Linked DNA regions of Mus musculus: region 2 is linked to region 1. Evidence: chromatin contacts called from public Micro-C data. All regions are on one chromosome and are shown on one strand. The core of a region is the stretch at or near the end of the contact, and the rest is flanking DNA. Distances in the headings are between cores, read along the strand shown. Region 1 has its middle 22 kb from the start of Syt9. Region 2 holds the start of Cyb5r2 (cytochrome b5 reductase 2).

What was found. A called contact is a pair of places that touch in the nucleus more often than the background predicts.
Region 2: a Micro-C map of embryonic stem cells shows a contact between it and region 1, with 1.6 times the contacts expected there. The contact joins the promoter of Cyb5r2 here to the enhancer-like site in region 1. A contact is called at or near these places in 2 of 39 promoter capture datasets (cranial neural crest and liver), 3 of 484 Hi-C or Micro-C datasets (cerebellum and embryonic stem cells) and 3 of 115 datasets of contacts at active chromatin or transcription factors (all in embryonic stem cells).

Annotation. Positions count from the first base shown.
Region 1 is chr7:107,346,398-107,351,601 of GRCm38.p6, forward strand. No RefSeq gene overlaps it. Among named protein-coding and RNA genes, the nearest start is that of Syt9, 22 kb to the right of the region's middle. Within about 2 kb of position 3,049, at least 1 of the 459 cell types and tissues checked has an H3K27ac peak or open chromatin away from gene starts, as enhancers often do. A contact at or near this core is called in embryonic stem cells, where this site is marked.
Region 2 is chr7:107,755,688-107,760,891 of GRCm38.p6, forward strand. It overlaps Cyb5r2 (cytochrome b5 reductase 2), which reads right to left and starts at 2,345. Exons shown (of 9, transcript NM_177216.4): 1 at 2,271-2,345; 2 at 1,498-1,624; 3 at 1,224-1,296. The coding sequence starts at 1,575.

The DNA of each region.
Region 1 (5,204 bases), core at 1,799-4,298:
TAACTCCAATTGGTTAGCCTCCATGGCCATATTTTTATGACTCATCTCCTTCTCTCTCTCCTTCCTCTCCTCTCTCATCGTTCTTCTCCTTTGATCCCAAGGCTGAGAATCCCAAGCTGTGCCCATCTCAATTCTGCCCAGCTATAGGCTGTAGGCATCTTTACTCACCATCAGGAATAACTTGGGGGCGGGGGCGAAGTCACATAGTGGTCATTTGGGTCTACTGCATTAGTCTCTGGGTGGCAATCAAGCTTTAGGGGCCAATATTAGCATACAATATAAGCAGCATCATACTAAATCAAAAAAGAAAAAAAGAAAGAAAGAAAGAAAGAAAGAAAGAAAGAAAGAAAGAAAGAAAGAGCCGGGCATGGTGGCTCACGCCTTTAGTCCCAGCACTTGGGAGGCAGAGGCAGAGGCAGAGGCAGAGGCAGAGGCAGAGGCAGAGAGGCAGAGGCAGAGGCAGAGGCAGAGGCAGAGGCAGAGGCAGAGAGGCAGAGGCAGAGGCAGAGGCAGAGGCAGAGGCAGAGGCAGAGGCAGAGGCAGAGGCAGAGGCAGAGGCAGAGGCAGAGGCAGAGGCAGAGGCAGAGGCAGAGGCAGAGGCAGAGGCAGAGGCAGAGGCAGAGGCAGAGGCAGAGGCAGAGGCAGAGGCAGAGGCAGAGGCAGAGGCAGAGGCAGAGGCAGAGGCAGAGGCAGAGGCAGAGGCAGAGGGGCAGAGGGGCAGAGAGGCAGAGAGGCAGAGAGGCAGAGAGGCAGAGAGGCAGAGAGGCAGAGAGGCAGAGAGGCAGAGAGAGAGGCAGAGAGGCAGAGGCAGAGAGGCAGAGGCAGAGAGGCAGAGGCAGAGAGGCAGAGGCAGAGAGGCAGAGGCAGAGAGGCAGAGGCAGAGAGGCAGAGGCAGAGAGGCAGAGAGGCAGAGAGGCAGAGAGGCAGAGAGGCAGAGAGAGAGGCAGAGAGGCAGAGAGGCAGAGAGAGGTGAGGCAGGAGGCAGGAGGCAGGAGGCAGGAGGCAGGAGGCAGGAGGCAGGAGGCAGGAGGCAGGAGGCAGGAGGCAGGAGGCAGGAGGCAGGAGGCAGGCAGGAGGCAGAGGCAGAGGAGGCAGAGGCAGGTGGATTTCTGAGTTTGAGGCCAGCCTGGTCTACAAAGTGAGTTCCAGGACAGCCAGGACTATACAGAGAGACACTGTCTCAAAAAAAAAATTAAATTAAATTAAAAAAAAATAAAAGAAAGAAAGAAAGAAGAAAAGAAGGAAAAAGAAAAGAAGAGAAAAGAAAGGAGGGAGGAGGGAAGAAAACAAGCAAGAAAACCAAACTAAAACAATTGGAGGAATAAAATGATTTTTAATTTGCATTCTGCTATATTTATAGATCCATGCCTTGCTCAGCCATTACCAGAGAACTTTTCTCCTAGAGCAGATGAGAATAAATACAGAGACCCACACCCAGACATTATACAGGAGTAAGAAACTTTTTTTTTCAAGACAGGGTTTCTCTGTATAGTCCTGGCTGTCCTGGAACTCACTTTGTAGACCAGGTTGGCCTCGAACTCAGAAATCTGCCTGCCTCTGCCTCCTGAGTGCTGGGATTAAAGGTGTGCACCACCACTCCCCGCTGAGAGTAAGAAACTTTGCAACAGTCCTAAAGGGACATCTCCATCAAATGCTCAGGGCTCAGGGAGCCCCTCAGAAAATGAGGCAGAAAGAGTGTAAGAGCCAAAGGGAATGCAGGACAACAGCAAAACAACAACAACAAAACAAACAAAACAAAACACCTTTTCAATCAGTAGTTCTCAACCTGTGGGTCAAGACTTCTCTAGGGTTGCCACATATCAGATATTCTATTTAACAGGTATTTACATTCTAAATCATAACAGTAGCAAATTTACAGTTATGTAGTGGCAGGGAAAGTTTTATGTTTGGAGATCACTATGAAATGAGAAACTTTATTATAAGGTTGCAGCATTAGGAAAGTTGACAAGCACTGCTATAGAACAACTGAGCAAAGCTCACATGAACTCAATGATATTGAAGCAGCAAGCAGACAGAGACCTGGTCTGCACCCAGTCCTTTGCTTTTAATATAAGTAAATATACATATATACTTATAATATATATTTATATATACTTTATTACATATATTATATATGTAACTATATATATTACATATGTTTTCCTTATATTACATGTCTTATTATAGTATAATATTTATTATATACATATATAATTTGCTTTTATACATATATACATATATATATATATATATATATATATACACTCATATATAGTGGTTTTATGGGAATCCTGAATGTGCAAAAATAAGTGAATCTCTGATTCTTTTGCCTTTTCTTGGACTTCTTTCTCTATTTGTTTCATCCAATTCTGTTGTGTTTGTTTTTGTTTCATCATATTACATTACATTATATTGTTTATCATGTTATTATTTCTTAGAAGTCTGTCGGCATCTGAATAGGAGGGGTGGGGGGGAAGTGAGAGGAATAAATAGAGGGAGAAGAAACTGAAATCCAGATGTATTATATTAGAAGAAAAAAAGATAGTTTCATTTAAAGAAAAAAAAAGAATAACATGACAAATATGCATTCACCTGCAACCTGGACTTCACGGTGGTTAGTTCTTACTTAGGCATATAAACTAGATTAACTCCATTCAACATCCAGGTTTTGATTGTACACTCATCGGTAGTTTCAGCCATCAGTACTTGGGAATAAACACAGAGACCCACACTTGACTATGCAAAGTGAGAGACCTTGGAACCCTAAAGGGATGTCTCCATCAAATCCCTCCCCTCAGGGAACCCTCAGAAAAGGAGAACTCACTTTGTAATGGATTCTGAAGTTCTTGTTGGCTCTGTTGCTTCACAAACAGAAGATTGCTCTCACTAGTCCCTATTTATTACATGTACATATGAAACATTCTCCTAATTTCTACCTCTGGAAACAAATACTAGACTATCAAGTTTGCATAGCTGTAATTTACCCATGCATAGTCCAGATCCACACTCTTCAGTATTCTTTTATCATTCCTTCCCTTTTTATATGCAACTGCTTTGCCCATCCTTATTTTGCATGCCAATGGAAGCTTCCGTTCATCTTACCTAAGTTAGCACAACAGCACTTCTTAAAAGAGGTCATCTAATGATATTTGGCTTCCAGAAATCTCTCCTGCACACCACTCTCAGATCACCATCTTGTGGTCTTCTCTACATCTCTCCTCAGCCACCCCATACCCAGGGTCACCACTGTCCCTTACAGATTTAAATGTCAAAGATCTGGCTAACAAACGCTGTTCTTTTGACAGAACAAGCCTAATGCTTTAAAATTCTTGTTCATTAAATCAATAAAGAAGAGAGCAGTGGTATATGGAAGATTCATTTTGTAATCACACATTAAATGTATTTTTAGAATTGTGAAGTTTTGTTTGGGAAGTCCAGTATATATAATATGTGCACACCATGTACTGCACATCACGTGCAGACACATACAAACACTACATTATAAAAAATGGCAGCAATGCCAGGAGGGAGGAGAAGAAAGTAGCTGACCGTAGCTCTTCTTGAAGCTTTTTAAAGCATGATAACTAGTGCTTTTCTGGGCCTCAGCACAGGTTTCTGTAAAACTGAACCCCTGGCATGGTAACACATCAGAGAGAAAGGAAGATGTCATTTGGCAATTTGGCTGATGCTGATGACACAATTGTTTCCCATGAAACAAGTTAGCTCCAGGGGAGGGCTGCCTATGAGAATAGGGAAAGGGTAAGAAGTTACCAGAATTGGTACTATTTTTTTTTATGAGAAAGCAAACTAAGTGGTTTTTGTTGATGTTGTTTCTGAGTATGAAAAAATGCTTCCTATTTATTCAAACTGTGATAATAGTGGAAAAGGTGGAGTTGAAAACCAGAAATACAAATCTTGAGAAGTGGGGCTGGATGGAGATGGCTCCACAGTAAAGAGCAGTTGCTGCTCTTACAGAAGACCCAGATTTGGTTCCCAGAACCTACTAGGTAGTTCACAACTACCCACAATTGCAGTCTAGAGGATCTGGCACCTTCTTCAAATACAAAGAGCACCACAAACATATATGCGTGCACTCACATATGCATTTAAGATTAAATGAATAAATCCTTAAAAAATAAACACAACACACACACACACACACACACACACACACACACACACGGTTGAAGTGAGATCTATCGAGGCAACTCTGAGCTTTCTTCTTGCACATCCAAAGGATTGCTAACATGAAAATACATATAGCTACATGGAAATATCAGCAAAAATCCCAGCAGATTGTCAGTGAAGCTGTTGTATATGGACTATAACTTTGGAAGATACTAAAATGTGAAAAGCTAGTCCCCTACCACAGAAGCAGAGAAGCCACCATCTGTGGATCTCTCATGCCCCAACCACACATACTAAATATTTTCTCTGTGCTTTTAAAGAATTCAGTTCCCAGGATTCAACACAACAGAGTCCTAGCGAGATAAGTGGAGTCTTGTATCCAGAGATCAAGTAGTTGGTAGACAAGCACAGAGAAGCGTTACACTTTCTATTATACTTCTGAACCACACAACAAATTCAGTGGTTTCCACCATATTTCCCTTATTATAATCCTTACAGTCAATTAATATATGAAATGTAATTGCCAAAGGTCTCTTCTATTTTGTTGTGATTTTCATTTAATATTGATATTAAAAGTTATTTTGAGAGGGTGCTTGCAGTAGTGGATTAGTCAATCTCAAGTGTGGTATCCCAGTTAATAAAGTTGTCTCTAGGCAGACTGCCTGACTATGAACCCCAGCTCTTCTGCTTATAGTCTGTGTCACCTTGGGCAAGTGATCCACTCTCCTCCACGCTTCAGAGCCTTTGTCAGTGAGACGCAGGTAATACAGCATCCAGACTTCCAGAATTATGTTGAGGAATCAATGAGTTAATCTCTGCAAAGTGCTTAGAACAGCAACAGCTCCACAAATGGGCTCTGCCTATGTTAACACTTAATTCTGCAATGAGACAGCCAGTGCTGGGGGAGGGTGGCAGGCACCAGGGACAAGAAAAGAAACCTTAAGCTTCTGCAGTGCAGAGAAGTTCTTTTTGCCTCCGGAGTCATGCTGACCCAGAAACAGTGTTAGTGGTATGACATTAGACTACTTTGTGCCCCATGAAAACCTCATATTAATATTAATGCCCAAGGGATAGTC
Region 2 (5,204 bases), core at 1,095-3,594, 410 kb after region 1:
TGTAAATCTGGGTCTTGGTGGAGTCCCTTGGGGCTAAGGGGCAAACTTATAGACATAGCCTGATTGGACACCAGGGTCACTTGAGAACACAGGCTTGAAGCCGCAGCTTCCTTCTGAGAGCTCACCTGAAACTGGGGACCTAGAAAGTCTGTCACTGCAGCCCCATACAGAATGAAACTATGTCCCGGGTCCCAGGGTCCCACCTCCTCCCATCTTTGTGTTAGTGGAGCTGTGAGGCATCCAGTTTTCCTATCAAGACTCTTAGAGGGCACTACATTGCCTTGTCCCTCTGACCACACAGCTTCCACTGTGGCTGAAGAGAAAGCAGGTCAGAGAAGTTTCTACAAATTCTATTTCTCAAGTGGCTTGTGCTTTCATGCTGCCTCCCAACAGGGTGATGACAGAGGCTAAGCAGAGGAATGGAACGCCCAGTGACAGGAGTGAGGGACAGCAAGCAGGCTCGGGAGCCCGGCAGGACTCCTCAGACTATAATCTCATCACTTGGCAGAGTTGAAGTCAGAGCTTTCTTTAAAAGTAGGTCATTAGTAAGGCTGTCCTCTAGGAGACAAGGGGAAGGGCTTCTCAGTCCCACCTTTGTTCCTTAGGTTTTTCATCTTATGAGCTGTCTAGAGATGTTACTGATGAAACTAGAAGCGGGACAATTCAAGAGGTCAGCTGGGATTGGTTTCCACAGTGAGTCCCTCCTCAAGTGGGTCTCAGGACCCCTCAGATAATCCATCCAGTTAGGGCATTTGCACTGCTAGTGATTCCCATGTATATTGGGCCTTGACTGCAAGGGAACATCTGTTCTTGTCATCCCTGAACAACACAATGAAGTTTCTGAATTTTCATATCCATCATTCATTTTACCCTCACTATACCTGAAGTAGGCAGAAAAGCCTGGGAAATACTATAGATGGAAGAAGGTCAGAGATGGTGAGGGACTGGCCTTAAATTGCATGGACAGGAGCCATTAAGGAGATCTTAAACTTCCTGACTCTAAGCTTACGTCTTATCAGTGCTCCTCAAGCTATTACTATTGTGACAGTCCAAGTGGGACAATGGGGACACTGTCCTCAAGTCCAGCTGCCTATTCCCTCCATTCATGTGGTCCAGGGTTATATCAGTGTACCCTCCATATCCCACAAGAATGGGAATCCATTGCTAATAGGAGCCAAGTACTCAAACACTCAGACTTGGACATGTCACCAAGCACTGCTCACCGACAGGAAGCCCCAGGACATGGTCTGGTGAGGGCAGCCCAAAGCGGAACCTTCTGGTGTTGTGACTGATTTGCTGGTTAGAAAAAGAAGAAGAAGAAAGAGGTAGGCAGGTTCTGTTGACTCTCTAGGAGTTTTGCTTTGTGGTCCAGATCTTTAGAAAGGTGCTCCATTTGGTCCTGAGGTGACTGATCACCTCATATCCCCAGCTAGCATTCTCCCCCACCCCCACCCTCCCCTTTCACCTAACCAGAGGGAGGTTTAGGTGACCCACTACCTCCTTCTCAATCAAGGGCAGCGGGTACTTGGCTTCAGGGTCCTGTAAGGTGATAAGATCTTTCTTCTTGACACTCATTTTCTTCAGGGCTATGAGAATCGCAGTGGCCCCGGTGACAGGTTTGGTCCTGGCAGATACAGTGTGAAGACAGACCTCAGATTTCACCCATGCTGGGCTAGGCAGCTCTAAGCCTGGCTGATCTTATGTCTTACAGGACTAGCAGAGAGAAAGGTATTAATACAGAAGGCTCTCTCTGGGACCAGCGTGCAGAGGTTAGCTGCAGGTCCAAGAAGACCCCTGGACCAGGCTTGACACCTATCCCAGAGTGCTAGTGTCTCCAGGCCCTCATTGGTCATCTGCCTCCATCCTGGGGGGAATGACTGTGGGATCCTTACCAGCTAACAGCAAGGCTGGGGACAGAGCTCACCTCTCTAGAGACTTGCCACACTCACTTCGGATTCCGCTGGAGCAGTGGAGCAGTGAGTGGCTTGGGGACTCACTAGCACCTTCCTATGAGTAACTGAGGCAAACATATACCTGTAAGAGGCGTGGCCAACCTCCCTATAATAGCCCTCAACTCCACCCAGCTCCTCCCTCACTAGGCCAGTTTGTTCTCATCCCAACCTGTTGCAGAAAAGTCTGCAGCTTAGCCCTGAGGCCCACTGTCCCAACCAGCTGGGAAACCGCCCGTGAATCCTGCCTCGGCCACCGCCTGCGGCTGTTCGCCTAGCCCCGGGTTCCTTCCTGCCCCGCGCTTTCCCGGCAGAACTCACCTGGAGCGAGATGCCTGACTTATCCTCGAGATGAACAGTGCCTTTGATGGTGGGGATGATGAAACATCCGGCAGTGGCCGCTGAGGAGCTGACTCCTGCCCCATAGCGACGGATTCGAGCTTCTGTGTCACATGACTCTGGCACAGGACTAGCCTGGCGCTTCTGCAGCTGGCCGGGTGGGAATGGGGCTTATCTCCAAGATCCCTATGCAGGGATCCCTCTGCTTCTTGACTTTCCTGCGCATGTCAGCAGCCTTGAGGAAAATTCAGCCTCCCCAGCTTGTTAAGAGCCTGGCAAGATGAAGGAAGGGGTTGCTGTAAACTTGTTTACAATGCAAACTGAAGAAGAGTTGCAGCCTAGAGGAAGACTGCATATCTTATTTAACATGCTTCCTGAGCTGCTACCCTAGCCTCCCAGGACCAAGTGTTTGCAGGATTGGGGTGACTGCAGCCAGTCTTTAGTGGGAGACCGGACCGGACTCTCAGAGGCAGGATGAGAAGTTCAGATTATGAAGATTCTTCACAATGCATTTCAGAACCTTGGTTTCCTCTTCCACGCTTGCAAGTGGCAAAAGGAAAACTCATTTCATAGTGAGTTAAAGGTCAACTTTGGCAACTTAGTAAGACTAGCTTAAAGTTGAAAAGCAAACACACAAGCCGGGCGTGGTGGCGCACGCCTTTAATCCCAGCACTTGGGAGGCAGGGGCAGGCGAATTTCTGAGTTCAAGGCCAGCCTGGTCTACAAAGTGAGTTCCAGGACAGCCAGGGCTACACAGAGAAACCCTGTCTCGAAAAACCAAAAAAAACACAAACACCAGCCCAACAACAACAACAGCAGCAAAGGACTGAGATACAGGACATGGTTACCTTAGCTTGTGCGAGTCCCTGAGTTTTTAGTCTCTGGTATAGAGAGGGGGAAAGCCCAGATTGTAAAATGGTATTTCATGAAGGTATTTGCATCAAATCATTAGCTCCAACGAGAGACATGTACCCCCAACAGCAGGACTAGGAAGCCTCAGGTCCCCAGAACTGAAGTTAGAGGCAGTTGTCAGCTACCCAGTCTGGATGCTGGAAGCCAAATTCTACTTCTCTATAAGAGTGAGTTCTCTTAACTGCTGAGTCATTTTTCCAAGTCTTAAAATAATCTTTGCTATATAAATAGTTTCCCATTATTATAGATGAAATCAATTCACACAGTAATGAGATGAATATACTCCTTACTTTTACAAGAAGAACTAAATCTTGGCTGAATATTTGATTCCACACAAGGTAGTTGAGGAATCTTCAATGTTTTTCAGAGTTCATAGATTTTTTTAAATATATATATAATTGTTGATGCTGAAACTCAACATTTTGTACATACATAGGAAAAAAGACAGAAGTATGTTTAGGGCTTGTCAGAAGTTGCTTGAAATTCTGCCCCAATCTCAAGCAAAATTTCATATATATTATGAAATTCAAGTTGGTAGCTCAAACAGCAATTTTAAAAAACAAACCCTGTGACACAATCCAGCCCAGAAGAGATACCAGTGTGATATTTATGTGCTAAAGAATGATGGCAAAGAAATAATGTCTTTGTTTTTATCATTAAATAGTATATTTCTTTTTTCATCAATTTATTTATTCATTTTACATCCTGATATCAGCCTCCTCCCCCAACCCTCCTCTCACAGCTCCTTGCAGCATTTTCCCCCTCCTCTTCTTTTCTGAGGAGGTAGAGGATCCCCCTACCCCCAGAATCACCCCACCATGGCACACCTACAGGACTAGGCACATCCTCTCCCACTAAGACCAGACAAAGCAACCCAGTTAGGGGAATAGGATTCACAGGCTGGCTACAGGTTTAGTGGTGTGCCTGCTCCAGTTGCTGGGGGACCTGCATGAAGACCTGAAGACTAAGTTATACGTCTACTACATATGTGTTGGGGGCCTAGGTCCAGTCCATGCTCACTCTTTGGTTGGTGGTTTAGTGTCTGGTAGCCTCCAAGAGTACAGGTTAATTGACCCCTTTGGTCTTCCTGTGGAGTTCCTGTCCTCTTTGGATCCCTCAATTTTCTCCCCAACTCTTCCATAAGTCTGCCTGAAGTTTGGCTGTAGGGTTCTGCATCTGTTTCTACTGGCTGCTGGGTTGAGTCTTTCAGAGGACAGTTATGTTAGACTCCTGTTTGTAAGTTAACAGACTATCATTAATAGTGTCAGGGATTGGTTGTTGCCTATGGGATGGGTCTCAATTTGGGCCAGTCTTTGGTTGGTGATTCCCTTTGTCTCTGCTCCATCTTTGTCCCTGCACATCTTGTAGACACAGCACAATTTATGCCAAAGATTTTGTGGATGGGTTGCTGTCCTTATCTCTCCACTGGAGTCCTGCCTGGCTATAGAAGGCTCCATGTCCAACACTGCTAGAGGTCTCAGCTATAGATTCCCTGGGGCTTTCCCCATCCCAGGTCTTTGACATGTCCTAGAGATGCCCCCCTTCCTGCTGATTTCAGTTTTCTCTGCCTTGATCTCCCTACATCTGATCCTCCTGACTCCATTCCCTTCCTCTTCCCCTCTCCTACCCATTTCCTTCCCTCCATCTACTTCCTATAACTTCTATTTTCCCTTCTGAGAAAGTTTCAAGCATCCTATCTTGGGTCATCCTTGTTATTTGGTTTCTTTGGATTTGGGGATTGTAGTGTGGTTATCCTGTAGTTTGTGGCTCATTTCCTCTTATAAATGAGTACATAATAGACATGTCCTTTGGGGTCTGTGTTACCTCACTCAGGATGATATTTTCTAGTTACATCCATTTGCATAAGAAGTTCGACACCAACAACCCAATAACCCAATTAAAAATGGGGTACAGAGCTAAACAGAGAATTCTCAACAGAGGAATTTCTAATGACTAAGAAACACTTAAAGGAATGTTCAGTGTCCTTAGTCAACAGGGAAATGC